4 separate regions of the Mus musculus genome follow, and all the other regions are linked to region 2. A link is a contact called in public promoter capture Hi-C data. All regions are on one chromosome and are shown on one strand. Each heading gives the region's core, a stretch centred on a gene start, on an enhancer-like site or on the middle of the called end of the contact. The rest is flanking DNA. Distances are from core to core; before and after follow the strand shown. Region 1 overlaps Edar (ectodysplasin-A receptor). Region 2 holds the start of Sowahc (sosondowah ankyrin repeat domain family member C). Region 3 holds the start of Gcc2 (GRIP and coiled-coil domain containing 2). Region 4 holds the start of Spock2 (sparc/osteonectin, cwcv and kazal-like domains proteoglycan 2).

What was found. Promoter capture Hi-C pulls out the DNA fragments that hold promoters and counts their contacts.
Region 1: a contact with region 2 is called in a promoter capture Hi-C map of 3T3-L1-derived adipocytes, with 2.7 times the contacts expected there. The contact joins the enhancer-like site here to the promoter of Sowahc in region 2. A contact is called at or near these places in 3 of 39 promoter capture datasets (the 3T3-L1 cell line, 3T3-L1-derived adipocytes and hippocampal neurons) and 4 of 115 datasets of contacts at active chromatin or transcription factors (astrocytes, embryonic forebrain, embryonic stem cells and 1 more).
Region 3: a promoter capture Hi-C map of neutrophils shows a contact between it and region 2. The contact joins the promoter of Gcc2 here to the promoter of Sowahc in region 2. A contact is called at or near these places in 2 of 39 promoter capture datasets (neutrophils and pre-B cells) and 1 of 9 other capture datasets (adipose tissue).
Region 4: a promoter capture Hi-C map of cranial neural crest shows a contact between it and region 2. The contact joins the promoter of Spock2 here to the promoter of Sowahc in region 2.

What each region holds. Positions count from the first base shown.
Region 1 is chr10:58,608,969-58,612,411 of GRCm38.p6, forward strand. It overlaps Edar (ectodysplasin-A receptor), which reads right to left. Exons shown (of 12, transcript NM_010100.3): 6 at 2,989-3,075; 7 at 1,479-1,604; 8 at 1,306-1,380; 9 at 970-1,042. Among named protein-coding and RNA genes, the nearest start is that of Edar, 65 kb to the right of the region's middle. Within about 2 kb of position 2,058, at least 15 of the 459 cell types and tissues checked have an H3K27ac peak or open chromatin away from gene starts, as enhancers often do. A contact at or near this core is called in 3T3-L1-derived adipocytes and astrocytes, where this site is marked.
Region 2 is chr10:59,220,281-59,223,361 of GRCm38.p6, forward strand. Sowahc (sosondowah ankyrin repeat domain family member C) reads left to right here and starts at 1,642. Exons shown (of 1, transcript NM_172939.3): 1 at 1,642-3,081. The coding sequence starts at 1,764. Septin10 (septin 10) reads right to left here and starts at 1,220. Exons shown (of 10, transcript NM_001024911.3): 1 at 1,111-1,220. The coding sequence starts at 1,128.
Region 3 is chr10:58,254,150-58,257,474 of GRCm38.p6, forward strand. Gcc2 (GRIP and coiled-coil domain containing 2) reads left to right here and starts at 1,377. Exons shown (of 23, transcript NM_027375.2): 1 at 1,377-1,422; 2 at 1,680-1,733; 3 at 2,671-2,755. The coding sequence starts at 1,417.
Region 4 is chr10:60,104,374-60,107,778 of GRCm38.p6, forward strand. Spock2 (sparc/osteonectin, cwcv and kazal-like domains proteoglycan 2) reads left to right here and starts at 1,884. Exons shown (of 11, transcript NM_052994.2): 1 at 1,884-2,283. The coding sequence starts at 2,095. It overlaps Gm51801 (a long non-coding RNA gene), which reads right to left. Exons shown (of 3, transcript XR_003949003.1): 3 at 2,987-3,405.

The DNA of each region.
Region 1 (3,443 bases), core at 808-3,307, 610 kb before region 2:
CCTGGACCCGATCCAGGTAGCTGGAGTCCTTATTCTCAAGTAGGAAAGACTTGGCAGGAATTCGTGACTCATTGTGGGAAGGTCCTGTCTTGGGTCAAGAAGGAGGGTCTGGTACTCCGCTCTTCTGGAAAATGTCTTAACAACCCTTGGGAACTCTGCACTCCAGTTGCAAAGACCAACACTAGGGATATGGGGCCCTTCCCAGACTTGTCTATAAGGCCTCAGTACAGGTCCCAGCAGAAAGGAGTTTGTATGCTGTGTTGCTGGACCAAGTCCAATGGGGACAATAGGAAATGACTTCCCTCCTCAGTAGATTTTAAAACAGAGGTAAGTTCTATGACCCAATGTTCGGAAAATGTGCTAAAATGCAGCCAGGTAAATCTCTCAGAGGCTTATTACACCAGCCCTTAATAGATGGTTGACAGTCTGGGCTCTGGTTCCAGTTCTGTTGATCACTGGTGTGTGATCTTGGTCCAGTGATGGAAGTGGGGATGGCATCTTAGGGGTGTGGCAAGACCAGTCTCAGGCCTGGGGCTGGGGTTGCTGGCTTTATGTAATGTAAGCACTGCTGGCAGCTAAATAACCTGACTGGCATGTATGCATCCTGTGATTCATATTGGCTCCTCAGTTTGAAGAGAAGGGGGGAGGGCTCAGGGCATCTGGGAGATTGGGAGCAGGGCGAATGGACAAGTGGGGAATAGCAGGCAGATTTTACACCTGTCCCAGCTCCTGTGGTTAATGAGGAAACAGAAATTCAGTGCTGGTTTACATTGCCTCCTTTGGTGGGAAGCTGCTCTCTAATATTCTTGGAACATTCTTAGGCCAGGCACCAGCACCCAGTACACTCGCTGATACAGCTTGCCTGCCTGCCTGCTCAAGGACCTATAAGGACCCAGATGGTAACTCCATCCTTGGGACTGGGACTGTTCAACCTAGTAATGAGTATAGGTGAGCCCCTGTTCTACATACCTTTTGGGGGTCTTTGTGGGTGTTGCTGTCAGCTTCTGGAACTCACCATTCTCAGGGAACGTCACCACACTGTCTGTAGGAATAGAAGTTGGGGAGTTGGGGAGAGTTAGCTTGTGGCACTGAACTTGGACCTCCCTTCCCATTTCCTTTTCAGTAGACATCCTTGGTGACCAGGTCCCCACCTGGGGACAGAACAAGTGGGTACACTACCACCTCAAGGGCCCTGGAACCAGAGGTGCTCAGGAAACTGGGCTTCCAGGTTTGAGGACAAGGTGAACATACCCCACCTTCATGCTAGATATTGTTCATGGGGCAGTGTGGGCTATGTGTACAGACCTGGGGCCTCTTTTTTCTCCTCGTGTGTGTTAGCTGGGGCTTCTGCGCTCTTTCCTGGGGGACTGCTACAGCAGGCTGCTTGAAGAAAGAGAAAAAGGTTGGCATGAGCTCCCTGGCTCTCTCAGAGAAGGTGACAGAGTGTTGGGTTAGGGACATGGGTGCAGGGATGTCACCTGGAGCTGACGGCTTAGTCTTCATGATGTAGAACATGATGATGAGGACGATGGCAATGGCCATGATGAAGATCGTAGACATGGCAATAATCAGGGCGGTGGCCAGGTGTCCTTGGCCTGAGAGCTCTGCTGGCATCAAGGAGAGGAGGATAAATGGGTTTGCAGGCCCCTCCTCCAAGCCACCAGGAGAGACAATCACAGGAATGCTTTCATAGATCATTCTTGGCCTAAGGACCTGGCTCTCAAACCGTGTGTTGGCTGCTAGGTCAGGGCCACTCATCCACACTGCCAACTGGGTGTATCCACTCACGTACAGCTTCCCCCCACACTACCAACTGGGTGTATGTGCATTATACTTGGAAGAGCAGGATGCAAAAACAAGAAGTCATTCCTGGGGTGCTCACTCTTAGTGTCATTACCCTGAGATCCTGAGAGAAAGGTACAGATGAAGAGAGGCCCATGAACAAGTATCTGTCTTGGGAATTCAGGCAAAAGGCCACCCCTCCGGCTAGAGGTTACATTCCTGGTTTGGTTTTACTTGGCACCTCCTCTTCAGAGTATTAACAAGAGCCCCAGGGTAAAGAGGGCTGAACTGACCCAGCAACTCCTACTGTTTCCACTTCTGCTGGGCTGCTGCTTATTCCTGGAGCTGGTTGCTTGGTTCCCTGATGAAGCTTTGGATGTGTGGACTATCTGAAACCTTCCTACAGTTCTCCAAAATAACTAAACAGGACATCTGGTTCCCATGAAGCAAGATCCAAATGTCCTGCCAAAGAGGCAGTGGCAGGCATCTGGCACTCAGGGCCATCGGAAGGATGTGCAGAGCTGAGAGCCCATTGAGGATGGTCAGACTCCTTGATGTTATCTGGTGCGTTTATAACTGTGGGAGTGGGAGATGGGTAATTATGTCTTACTATTCTCGGTTACATGCTATTCCCGAGTGCTGGGGGAAGTGAGGTGAGTATGTCTGCATACTGTCCTCATACCTTGGGTCAAGATGTAGCAGGCTGTGTATTGACACTTTGAGGGTTCTTGAAGGTACCCCAAGACTCATGGAGACCCAACCCCAAACATGCTTAAGAATCAGATGGCAATAAAAACCATAGAGCAACTCCTCTATGAGTTTTATGAGTCTCTATGAGAAGGGATAAGTTAAACACAAGAGTTTGCACTGAGATGGCGAGGGGAGAGTGACCCTCAACCATCATTTCCATTTCTAATGAGCTAGGGAGAATAAAAGTCATTGGAAATGAGTATTAAAAGTGTAAATCACTGTTGACACTGGCTCCTGACTGTCACCTCCCACCCTGCCAAGGTGGCTGGAGTACCAGGATACCCATGAAGTAGCAATTCTATACCAAGATACTGCAGCTGATCATGCAGCAATCATGTGACTCTGTCACATTAGGGAAGTGACAAGAGGAAAGGGCTCTGTCTTCATTGTCTCCTCTCCCTCCTCACTCTCAGCTCTCTGAGTTCTGGAAGACCCAAAGCTGGATGCCTTCCTCACCTTTGTGAGCATGCTGGAAGGGAGACAAGGTGCTGCCACCGGAAGTGCTGGATGAGTGTGCTGAAACCCCAGAAGTGGCTCCCACACCTGCGAGAAGAAGAGAGAACCTCAGAGATCTGGCAAAGCATCACCTTCAAAGGCTGGAAAATAAGGCACCACAGTGAAATGAACCAACTTGGAGTTCTAGACTGTATTGCAGGGAGTGGGGCAGAGAGGAAATGTTTAAAGTTCCCTAAAGAGTACTCTGACACAGAGAGACTCTGTCACAAAAAGAAAACAAAGAAAGACAACAGAAAGAAAAGAAAATGTATCCAAAAAAAAAAAAAAAAAGAAAAATGGAAGCTGATTTGCTATCAGATAAACCACAGTACATGTTTTTTCTCTGATAAATAACTCCCTTTATGTCAAACTTGAGTTTTTCAATGGATAAAAACAATCAGGGTTGGACCACAGCT
Region 2 (3,081 bases), core at 392-2,891:
ACTAAATGGATGATAATACTTTTTTATGAGAATAGGTTTACTGGACAGCCATTAAGGTTCGAATAGCTTAGGTACTATGATTTTTTTTTCATGTCAATGATCACGAACCAACTTCACACAGAAATTATAGCATTTATCTATTTCTCATTATTTTTATTTTAGTCTATTGAAATAAGTTCTACAACTAAAATGCAACATAGGAAGATAATAATAAGAGTCACTTGTTTCAGGTAAGTAGAAAGTTATTTGGGAAATGTTGCTTGAGATTAAGAATCCGACAAAAATACTACCAATGCCAAAGGATTCAATAGAGTTAGTTAAGAGGATTACTTTCATTAATATTGGATAAGGGAAATATTAGAGTTTCTTAAAGTAGAGAAAAATAATTTACTGCGTGCAGCTGTTAGGGAAGTAGAAATAGAATCTATTCTACCCCCTGCGACAACTGGAAGATTCCACATACAATCTTAAAATGATGGGAACAAAAGCAAGATTACAAGAGATTGGTATTATGAAAACAGTATGACCTCTCGGATAACTATGGCTTATATCCTATATCAACTAAGATAAGTTTTTCAAGTTATTTGAACCGCACAAAACATTGGATCGGTCAAGTGGTTTGTTTGTTTTTTTTTTGTTGTTTTTTTTTTTTTTCATTACAAGGGGACGGGAAAGCCAAACAAAACCGCCAAGCATTACAGTAAACCCGCGAGCTTTGGAAAATCTAAGGAAGCCGACTTTCCGGTCAGTAGCCATGTACGTGTACACAATTGCACAAAATCAGGCGGATTCCAAGGCCTGATTTAAGTCGGGGAAAAGGAAAAAAAAAACCGTTACAAAGTGATAGGCATCGATCATCATCCTGGATTTCATTTACACCACCCCGCTTTGGCCAGGACCAGGAAGCCTGGAAAATGTAACTTTTCCCCAACATGCAGTCGCTCGCCAGAGCTCTTCAGCCCTCGCCCTGGGGCAACAGGGAGCCCCCTCTCCACGACACGCGGAGTCCCGGAGCCGCACGGTCACAATCTCGCTGGCCCAGAGGCGACCGGGCGGGGCGGGGCGGGGGCTCGGGGAACCCAAGGGCGCGGGGCTCACCAGCTGCTGTACCTCGTCGCATGAGGCCATAGCCCTGGTGGGACGTAGGGAAACGGTGGTCTCAGGCTGGACGCAAACACAGGTCCCGGGCCGCTTCAGAGAGAGACCCGCTGGGCGTAACTGGCGGGACAAGGGGCGTGCCCGGCGCCCCGCAGCCGTTAATGGGCGGGGCGGCCTCTGCTGAGAGGCTGGGGCGGGGCCGAGGCGGAGGGCTGCGGGAACGCGCCAGGGACTACCAGGGTTTCCCGCGCTCGGGGCGAGCTTCTCCCGGGTGTGCCCCACCGGGCGTTTTGACGAAAAGCCAAGTGTGTGGGGAGGGTGAGTGGAAACGTGAGCCTCGGAGGCCAAGCTCTGGGTCCCTCGCCTCCCGCCACTGGCGGAAACAGTGGCTGCGAGCCCGCGCGGAGCCCGGAAGTGGGCGGGGCCTCGGGCCGGGGACTGTCGCCGAGATTGAGTCCCGAGCGGAAGTGGGTGTGGCGGGGCGTGTCCACTGGGACGCGGCCCCAGTGAGGCGGTGTCAGCGCTCGCGGGACTCGAGACTCTTCAAAGCTGGGATCGCGCGTGCTGCCAGCCACTGAGACCCAAGCCGCTCTCCGGGTCCTCCAGGCGTCCGGCCATGGTGTCTGGCTGAGCGCTCCTGGGGCTGAGAAGCTGAGCCGCGGTGAATGGAGGGGTCACTGGAGCTGAGCTCGGAGGCGATCCTGCGCTTCCTCGCCGAGCGTGGGGGCCGGGCGGGACACTCGGAATTGGTGCAACACTTCAGGGACGTCCTGGGTGGCCAGCGCGAACAGCGCACCCGCGCCCGCGAGCGCTTCAAGGAACTGGTCAATGCCGTGGCCACCGTGCGCACCGATCCCGCGGATGGTACCAAGTATGTGCATCTCAAGAAAAGGTTCTGTACGGGGGATTCCCCCCCGCTTGAGGCCAAGCTCCCCCGAGAGCCCCCGCGTATCGAGGTGACTGAGGAGCCTCAAGTCCCGGACCTTGCAGCGGAGCCTTGCGAGGGCAGCCAGCTCCAGGAGGCAAATCCACAGTTGTCTCTCGGACTGGGTGGCGAAGTGAGCGACCAAGAGCCTCCAGCCCCTGCTCAAGGTGGGGCCCAAGGTAAGGACTCGCCACCACAGGAGGTCGAGGCCGTGTCCTGGGCGTCGGGTCCCGGGTCCAGCGAGAACCTTAAACTCCCTCCACAGGGGGAGGCTGAAGGGGGCAGTTCCCCTAGTGGGCCAAACACACCCAGGTCGGCCCGTCAGAACTTTCGGGACCTGGTGTTGGGCAGCTCCCCGCAACTAAAGAGGAGCGTGGGTCCTGGGGACGGTAACGCTGGAGGTCGCAGCAGAGGAGGGGGCGACTCCGATACCGCATCGTTAGCTTCTTCGTCCGCAGAAGAGGAGAGCAGCGTCGGGGCCTCGGTTACCCTGGATCCCCTGGATCACGCCTGGATGCTCTCAGCTTCCGAGGGCAAGTGGGACAGCCTAGAAGGGCTGCTCACTTGTGAGCCCGGCCTGCTCTCGAAGCGAGACTTCATCACCGGCTTCACTTGTCTCCACTGGGCCGCCAAGCACGGCAGGCAAGAGCTCCTGGCCATGTTGGTCAACTTTGCCACCAAACACCAGCTGCCAGTGAACATCAATGCCAAGTCGAGCGGAGGCTACACTGCCCTACATTTGGCAGCGATGCATGGGCATGTAGAGGTGGTGAAGTTACTAGTGGGGGCCTACGACGCAGATGTAGACATCAGGGACTACAGCGGGAGAAAGGCCTCTCAGTATCTGAGCGAGAGCATCGCAGAGGAGATAAAGAACCTGGTGGGAGCCCTGGATGAAGATGATGGAGACAGCCCTGCCGCCCGCGGGGGTGGGCGCTGGAGACTTTCAAAGGTGCTCCCCTCACACATCACTCACAAACTCTCCCCGGTCGTGGAAGACGGAGCTGAACTTCACCACCACGTCCCCGAGGGATGGACTGGAGGAAGCAAAGCAAAAG
Region 3 (3,325 bases), core at 127-2,626, 970 kb before region 2:
AAGGCACACAGCCGCTTGCTGGGCTGTGTATTGGGACTGAGGACTGACAGGGGGTAATGATTTTCTCCCCTCACGGTATTACCAGGGAATTTGATGTCTTTATATTTTGTAAAGGTCATGCCATATGACTTCCAGAAGCCATGATCAAAACCAACAAAAACACCTGGCTTTTCCCATACGGAACTTGGAAAACGCTCTGGCTCTACTTGGGGGTGAGGGCCCAACTGCTTGAAGGCCTATACCTGCAATTAGTGTATGTCTACACCTGGAAGTAGACAACCTGAAAAACCTGCTGAAAAACACCCTCTCACCTATGAAAATACAACATGTTAATTAATATTCGCCACCAGCGGCCACTTGCTCTGTCCTCTAGTTTATGTTTAGGCCAGGCTTAACTATAGAAAAATATCAGGCATTATTTTAGGGTCTAGGTCAGTCTAAACGTGTTCTATTAGACAATAACAACGAAAATCTATATTGTAGTATCTTCCTTCTCTAGAGTCCTCTGGGGTTTGGATTGGTTTTATCTTCCTTATCTTGCCTTCATCCCCTTGTGAGCAACTACAAGGAAAAAGAAGGCCTGCAGGACTCTTGACAGAACCTGGAATCTCTTTACCCTGTCTTCTCTCATTCGTAACCACAAGGGAGGGCCCTCATCAGACTAGTCACGTGTACCTTCCCACACTGTGACCTCGATGGGTTCTTTGAAGTGAATGCTGGAATTCAGTCTGAGTTATCCTTTTTTATGCAACCAGGGTTACCAGTCTGTGGAATGCTGCCACCCACAGTTACTGGGGGTCTCCATAGCTCAAGTAATCTAATCTAGATAAATTTCACATACATGTCTAGAGGCTCTCTCCTAGATGATTCTAGATCCTTTCAAGTTGACAATATAAACAACACGAGAAGCACCTCAGCCGGCAAATTAATATTTAGCAATACAGAGACAGCATGCCAGCATTTTGAAACTCCTGAGAAAGTAACGGATTCAGTAATTTATTCCTTATTACTACTCACAGAGGAACCTATTTTGAACATGACAGAATTAAAGTCACCTATAAAACTATTTGTTTCACATATGCCTGCTAGTCGGGATAGTTATATTTGTAAAGCACATCTTTAAAAATTAGAAAACGAAGTGATCAAAGGAACGTGTGCTCAAACCTGTCACCTGGCACAGGGTAGTAGTGCAGGGCGACTCAGCGCGTTCCGGCACCGGCCAGGGGACCTGCGCAAAGACGACTTCCTCCCGGACACCAAGGAGGAAGCGGAAGTGCCAGCTCTGCGTAGCCTTGGAGACGCGGGGAGGCGTAGTCGCCTCGTAACGAGACCTTTGACCCGCGCTCGGCAGCCTCGGAGGCGGAGCAGCCGAGACTCCTGAAGAGGCGGTGGAGGCAGCCGCGGGTCGCAGCCGCGATGGAGGTAACGGTGGGCGTCGCGCCGCCCCGCTGGCCCGCTGTGCCGCTCGAGGGGTGGGAGGGCATGGGAGCACCCTGTCCCCGCCCTCGCGCCCAGACCCCCGCCGCGGCGCTTGGCATTGAACCTGGTGCTGGCTCCGGCCGTGGCGACGGCCCAGCTCCGGTCCCTACCGCCTAAAGGGGTCCTCCTCTGCACAGATTTGTTTGGCCGCGCCTTGTACCTGGAATTGGGATGAGCTCTTTTTATGGTTTGTTTTACAGGATTCTGCTCCAGATGCCGTAGCTGCAGCACCCTCCGGGACCCCGAAATCCAAGGTGAGGAGAGCACTCAGCCGCCTGGTTCCCTGTAGCGCATAAGGTTAATGAATCGGAAAACTTTGGCATGGGGAGAATTATTTAAAAAAAAAAAAAAAAAAAAAAAAGAACTAACCTTTCCTCAGGGAGTTTCATTTTAATTTACTTACAGATTTCCTGTTCTTTTTTAAATTTCCTGATGTGCGAGCAGTTTGTTTACTTCCTGCTCCTTGTTAGCACGATGCTGTATTTCAAACATTTAGCTAGTCTGTTTAATGAAAGTTTACACAGTGACACGAAGCCGAGGGGATTAGATAAGAGGCAGGAAGAAGCAAGGAACTATATCCTGTTGGCTCCAGCTCCAGAGTTGAGGGTGGAATAAGGTTGTTCTTACAGCACTGTGCAATGTTTTATGCTAAGTGATTCAGAAAGGTAGGGGCACAATTTATTACCAAAATGTAGTGTTTGAAGACTGATTTCTAGGCATTTGCTGAAGTAACAGATTCTTTCAGGTAAGCTTCCTGAAATACGTATCTTCCCTATTCTCATTCTGCAGATGAGGAAACGTTGTGCACAAAGATTAAGTAATTTTCAGTTAGTAAACCCTAATATTTTAGTTGAAGTCTAAATGTGACCCGATTCACCTGTGAATGTAGTTATGTTGTTAGCTTCCAACAGAATGAGTTCTACAGCTCGAGAAATCTTGAGTTCCAAGCCCTTCTTGTACAGCTAGAGAACTCAGTGTTCTCTGTAAGAGTTTTGTGCTGGGGTTTTGGTTTGATTTTCCATTCACCTAATTACTTTTAGTTATTGAAGTTACGTTTCTCAATTTAAAAAATGTGACTGGCTCAACTGTTTAGAGTGTCTCTCTTTGGTTTTCGGCAGACACTGTGTTTCTTTTGGTGGCCGTACTAAAAGCATGGGTTTTAAAACTCAATAATACGACTCCATCTTTCAGCTAGAAACGTTGCCCAGAGAAGATCTCATCAAGTTTGCCAAGAAGCAAATGATGCTCCTGCAGAAAGCCAAAGCAAGGTGTACAGGTACTGGGTTTAAATCAGAGCTTTTCAGTAGACCACCATGCCTAGCCCTGCAGTTGCCTTTGAATAAGTAAAGGAACAAATGAATTTTTAATTCAGTGTGTGTGTGCGCGCGTGTTTTGCCTATATGTATGTCTTTGTTAGAGTTTTGGATTCCCTGGAACTGTAGTTACAGTTGTGAGCCACCATGTGGGTTCTGGAAATTGAAGCCAGGTCCTCTGGAAGAGCAGCCAGTGTTCTTAACCACTGAGCCACCTCTCCACCCCAAGAGGAATATCTTTTTTTTTGAGGGGGGTGGGGGTGGGGGTTCGAGACAGGGTTTCTCTGTGTATCCCTGGCTGTCCTGGAACTCACTCTGTAAACCAGGCTGGCCTCGAACTCAGAAATCCGCCTGCCTCTGCCTCCCAAGTGCTGGAATTTAAAGGCGTGCACCACCACCATCCGGCTGGAATATCTTTTTAATAGTAAAATGAAACCCTTTTTTACTTCGTATGAGTTGTAAATTTTTCTAAATTAAATATGTCTTTTAGAGAAATCAGCTGAAATGTAAAAGGCACAAGGTGTAATCCTCCA
Region 4 (3,405 bases), core at 634-3,133, 880 kb after region 2:
TGTGGATAGCTTTGACTAGGATTGAGGGGGCCTGTGGCTCTCCTACCTGGATGGAGGCCTGGGTTGGATGTCCCAGGAAGCACCTGAGAGCTGGAGACAGGAAGATAAATCGAAAGGTCACCCTCAAGCTACATATCAAGTTGGAGACCCTGTCTGAACTAAAAAGACTGGGACTAAGAAGATGGGGGAGGCCCTGAGAGATGGCTCAGTGGTTAAGAGCACTGGCTGCTCTTCCAGAGGTCCTGAGTTCAAATCCCAGCAACCACATGGTGGCTCACAACCATCTGTGTGTCTTCTGGTGTGTCTGAAGACAGCGACAGTGTACACTCATAATGCAATAAATAAATCATAAAAAAAAAAGATGTGGGAAAGATGATGAAGATGGATTATCACCTCTCCAACCCAAGGGACAAACTCTTTTGCTTTTGAAATGCCTGGGATAACTCTGCTCAAGTTTCATAGCCATCGCATGCTATATATGTGTGGCGTTAGAATGACACTCTATATGGAAGTTGGGATCCTCAGTCCCCTCCAGTCCGTATGAGAAGGACTCCACTGTGAAGCTCCCTGGTACCGCCTGGAGGGCTCTGCATCCATTGTGAGATGCAGATGTCAGTATCTGGAGCTTGCAGCAGCACCACAGGAAGGGAAACTATTGTTTTGTGTTTTCCCAGGGGTCCCCACCCAGCCCAGGCTACTGAGGCACCCAACACTCAGGAGGCATGCCAGGCCCTGGATGACTGTAACCCTCACAACCTGTGTTTTTTCCTATTGATTAAGATCATGTTCTTTCATTGCCTTTAATTTTTATTTTATTTTATTTTATTTTATTTTAACATCACAGCAGCCAAGTCTTTTATAAAAACACAATCTAGGGCTTGGGGCCCAAAAGTTTAATATGGTTTGCCCTTTTCGTAGTCTTCATTTTATTTGTAATGTAAATTTCAGTTCTGTTCTGATCCTGGGTCTGTGCCCAGCTGCCAGCCTTCCCAGCTGGTAAGGCAGCACAGGTCTATAGGCAATGACAAGGGTCACAGTTTTAACAAGAACCTAACAGCCTCCAACAGAACCCGCCTCCTCCCGCCTTGTCTCCTTCCCCAGTGCATCATCAAACTCAACATGAAGTCAAAGTCACAAGCAAATGGCTGGGCCCATTTAGATTTGCAGACTCAAGGCAGATGAGATGGCTAGACACGCATGTGTCTTTTAGGGTTGCCCTAGGAAAAGCTAACAAAAGGGTGACAGCCCCTAAACATCTGCTTGCGGAAGAGGAGGACATCTGCCCATGTTTCACCAGCCATTCAGGGTTGGGGCCATGCGTTGAAAAGAGCGGCGGGCCAGGGGGAGCAATAGTTCAGAGGCAGCCAGTTGTTAGACCGCCTTTGTCTTAAGGAAGCCACCCATTACCGAAGCGCCATAACTCGCGGGGAGCCAGCTGTCAGAGCGGTGGCACAGGCCACTCGGGGGTGTGGGGTGTGGGGTGGGAGGAGGCCAAGGGAGAAGAAACTGTCTGTGGCCAGATTCCCTTTTAGACACCTGAGCCCAGCTGACTTGGTAACCCGAGAGTTTTCATCCTCTTTCCAGCCCTATGAAAGACCCCGGAGCCCTTCTTTGCTGTCCACCCTTAGATAGACAGCAGGGACATCTCAGGGTTCTGCTTCCCTGGCTTGCAACTCCTTGAGAGCTGGACTGACTTGCGCAGCCCTGCGCTGCGGCTTGGCTGGCTTGGCTGCTCTGATCCAGCGCTCTGCTTTGAAATCTACCCCCTCCTTTTTTTTTTTTTTTTTTTTTTTTTTTAACCAGGTATGATGATGTCAAACGTGATGCTGATGCTACAGTTACAGACACAGCCCCCGCTGGCGCAGCCTCTCTGAATCTCTCTCCCTCTCCGCGTCCAGCGCTGGGCTTTTTCAGACAAGTGCATCTGCTAACCAGGTCACATTTCAGCCACGACCCACCCTCCGTCAGTCACTGGAGTCAGACAGCAGGAGGAGGGCTGAGGAGGACCGCAGCGCTTCGCCAGTGGCGCGGTGGAGGGAAGGACATCAAATCCTGCTGAAGTCCAGACCCCCCCAGGTCCAAGCCCAGACCACGATGCGCGCTCCAGGCTCCGGGCGGCTGGCTCTGCCGCTGCTGCTCCTCGCCGTGGTCGCCTTGGCTGAAGGCGACGCCAAGGGGCTCAAGGAGGGCGAGACCCCCGGCAATTTCATGGAGGACGAGCAATGGCTGTCGTCCATCTCGCAGTACAGCGGCAAGATTAAGCACTGGAACCGCTTCCGAGACGTGAGCGGCGGGGCGCGGAGGGCCGGGCCGGGCGCGGGTTGTGGGTGGGGAGGCCGGGAGCAGAGACCCCGCGCGCTGGGAGCCACCGCCGCGTGTCGGAGCCGGAGCCTCTCGGGCCTGCCAGGCTAACTACGCCAAGTGTAAACAACACCGAGAGTCCCAGCCCCGAGCCCCTCCGGTGTTCCCGTGGCCACCAGCTTTGGGACCTTCAGTTCCCGCAGCCTCCCGGAGTGTCCTAGACGAGAACATGCTCTAGGGGCGCACGCTCGCGACGGGGTCTGCCTTGTGGCGTGGCGCGGAGCAGGGGTGCGGGATGTGGGGACCCGGGCCCTGGCTGCTGCTGGGCCCCGCCTGTCCCCCCACCCCCACCTCCTTGCCATCGGTCCCCGGGCTAGGCCCCTGCCGGGTGAATGCTGCAGACTGCACACACTGCTCTTGGCAGAGGGAGCGGATCTGGGTGGGGCCGGCAGGAAAGGTAGCGGCCGCAAGGGTGTCCTCCGACCCCTCCTTGGGCTTCGGAAGAAGGGGACAGAAGGCTCAAGGACTGAGCGGTGGCCAGGGCGTTGAGTTTGGGGAAGGGTTCCCCCAACCTCCAAGAGATGGTGGAAGGCGTGTCCATAATGGGGCGCGCGGGGGGGGGGGTGCACAGTGAAAATGCCCGAGGCGCTCTCCTCTCTCTCTCTCAGGGTGGTCGCCAGAGCCAGGCCAGGTAGGCTGGTTTTCCTGGACCAAGCTCGGCGGTGAAGCAAGGGGACCCCATCCTTGGTCCGGTGGGCATGAGAAGCAGAAGCGAGAGCCCCCAGGAGCTGGTTTGGGGTCCCTGGCAGAAGCCCGCCGCAAGCCGACTTAACCTTGGGCAAAGCTTTGCGGGTGGGGGCGGGGAGGAGGCTGCGGACCGGCCGGCGCCGCAGCTCTGTTTACCCGCACCTGTAGATCAGGGAGGGAATAGGAGGCGCGTTCCCTCCCGCAGGGCAGCCACGGCCGCCTCGCAGATGGTGGCGTGGGCAGGGGTGAGGAAGGGAGGGCGTGGCTGCGCCCTGGGCACCTCAGCGATGGGGTGGGGGTGAGGCCCTGAAATGTAGAGCGCCCCTCGATCTGGCGCTAGCTGACGCCCTGACCTCG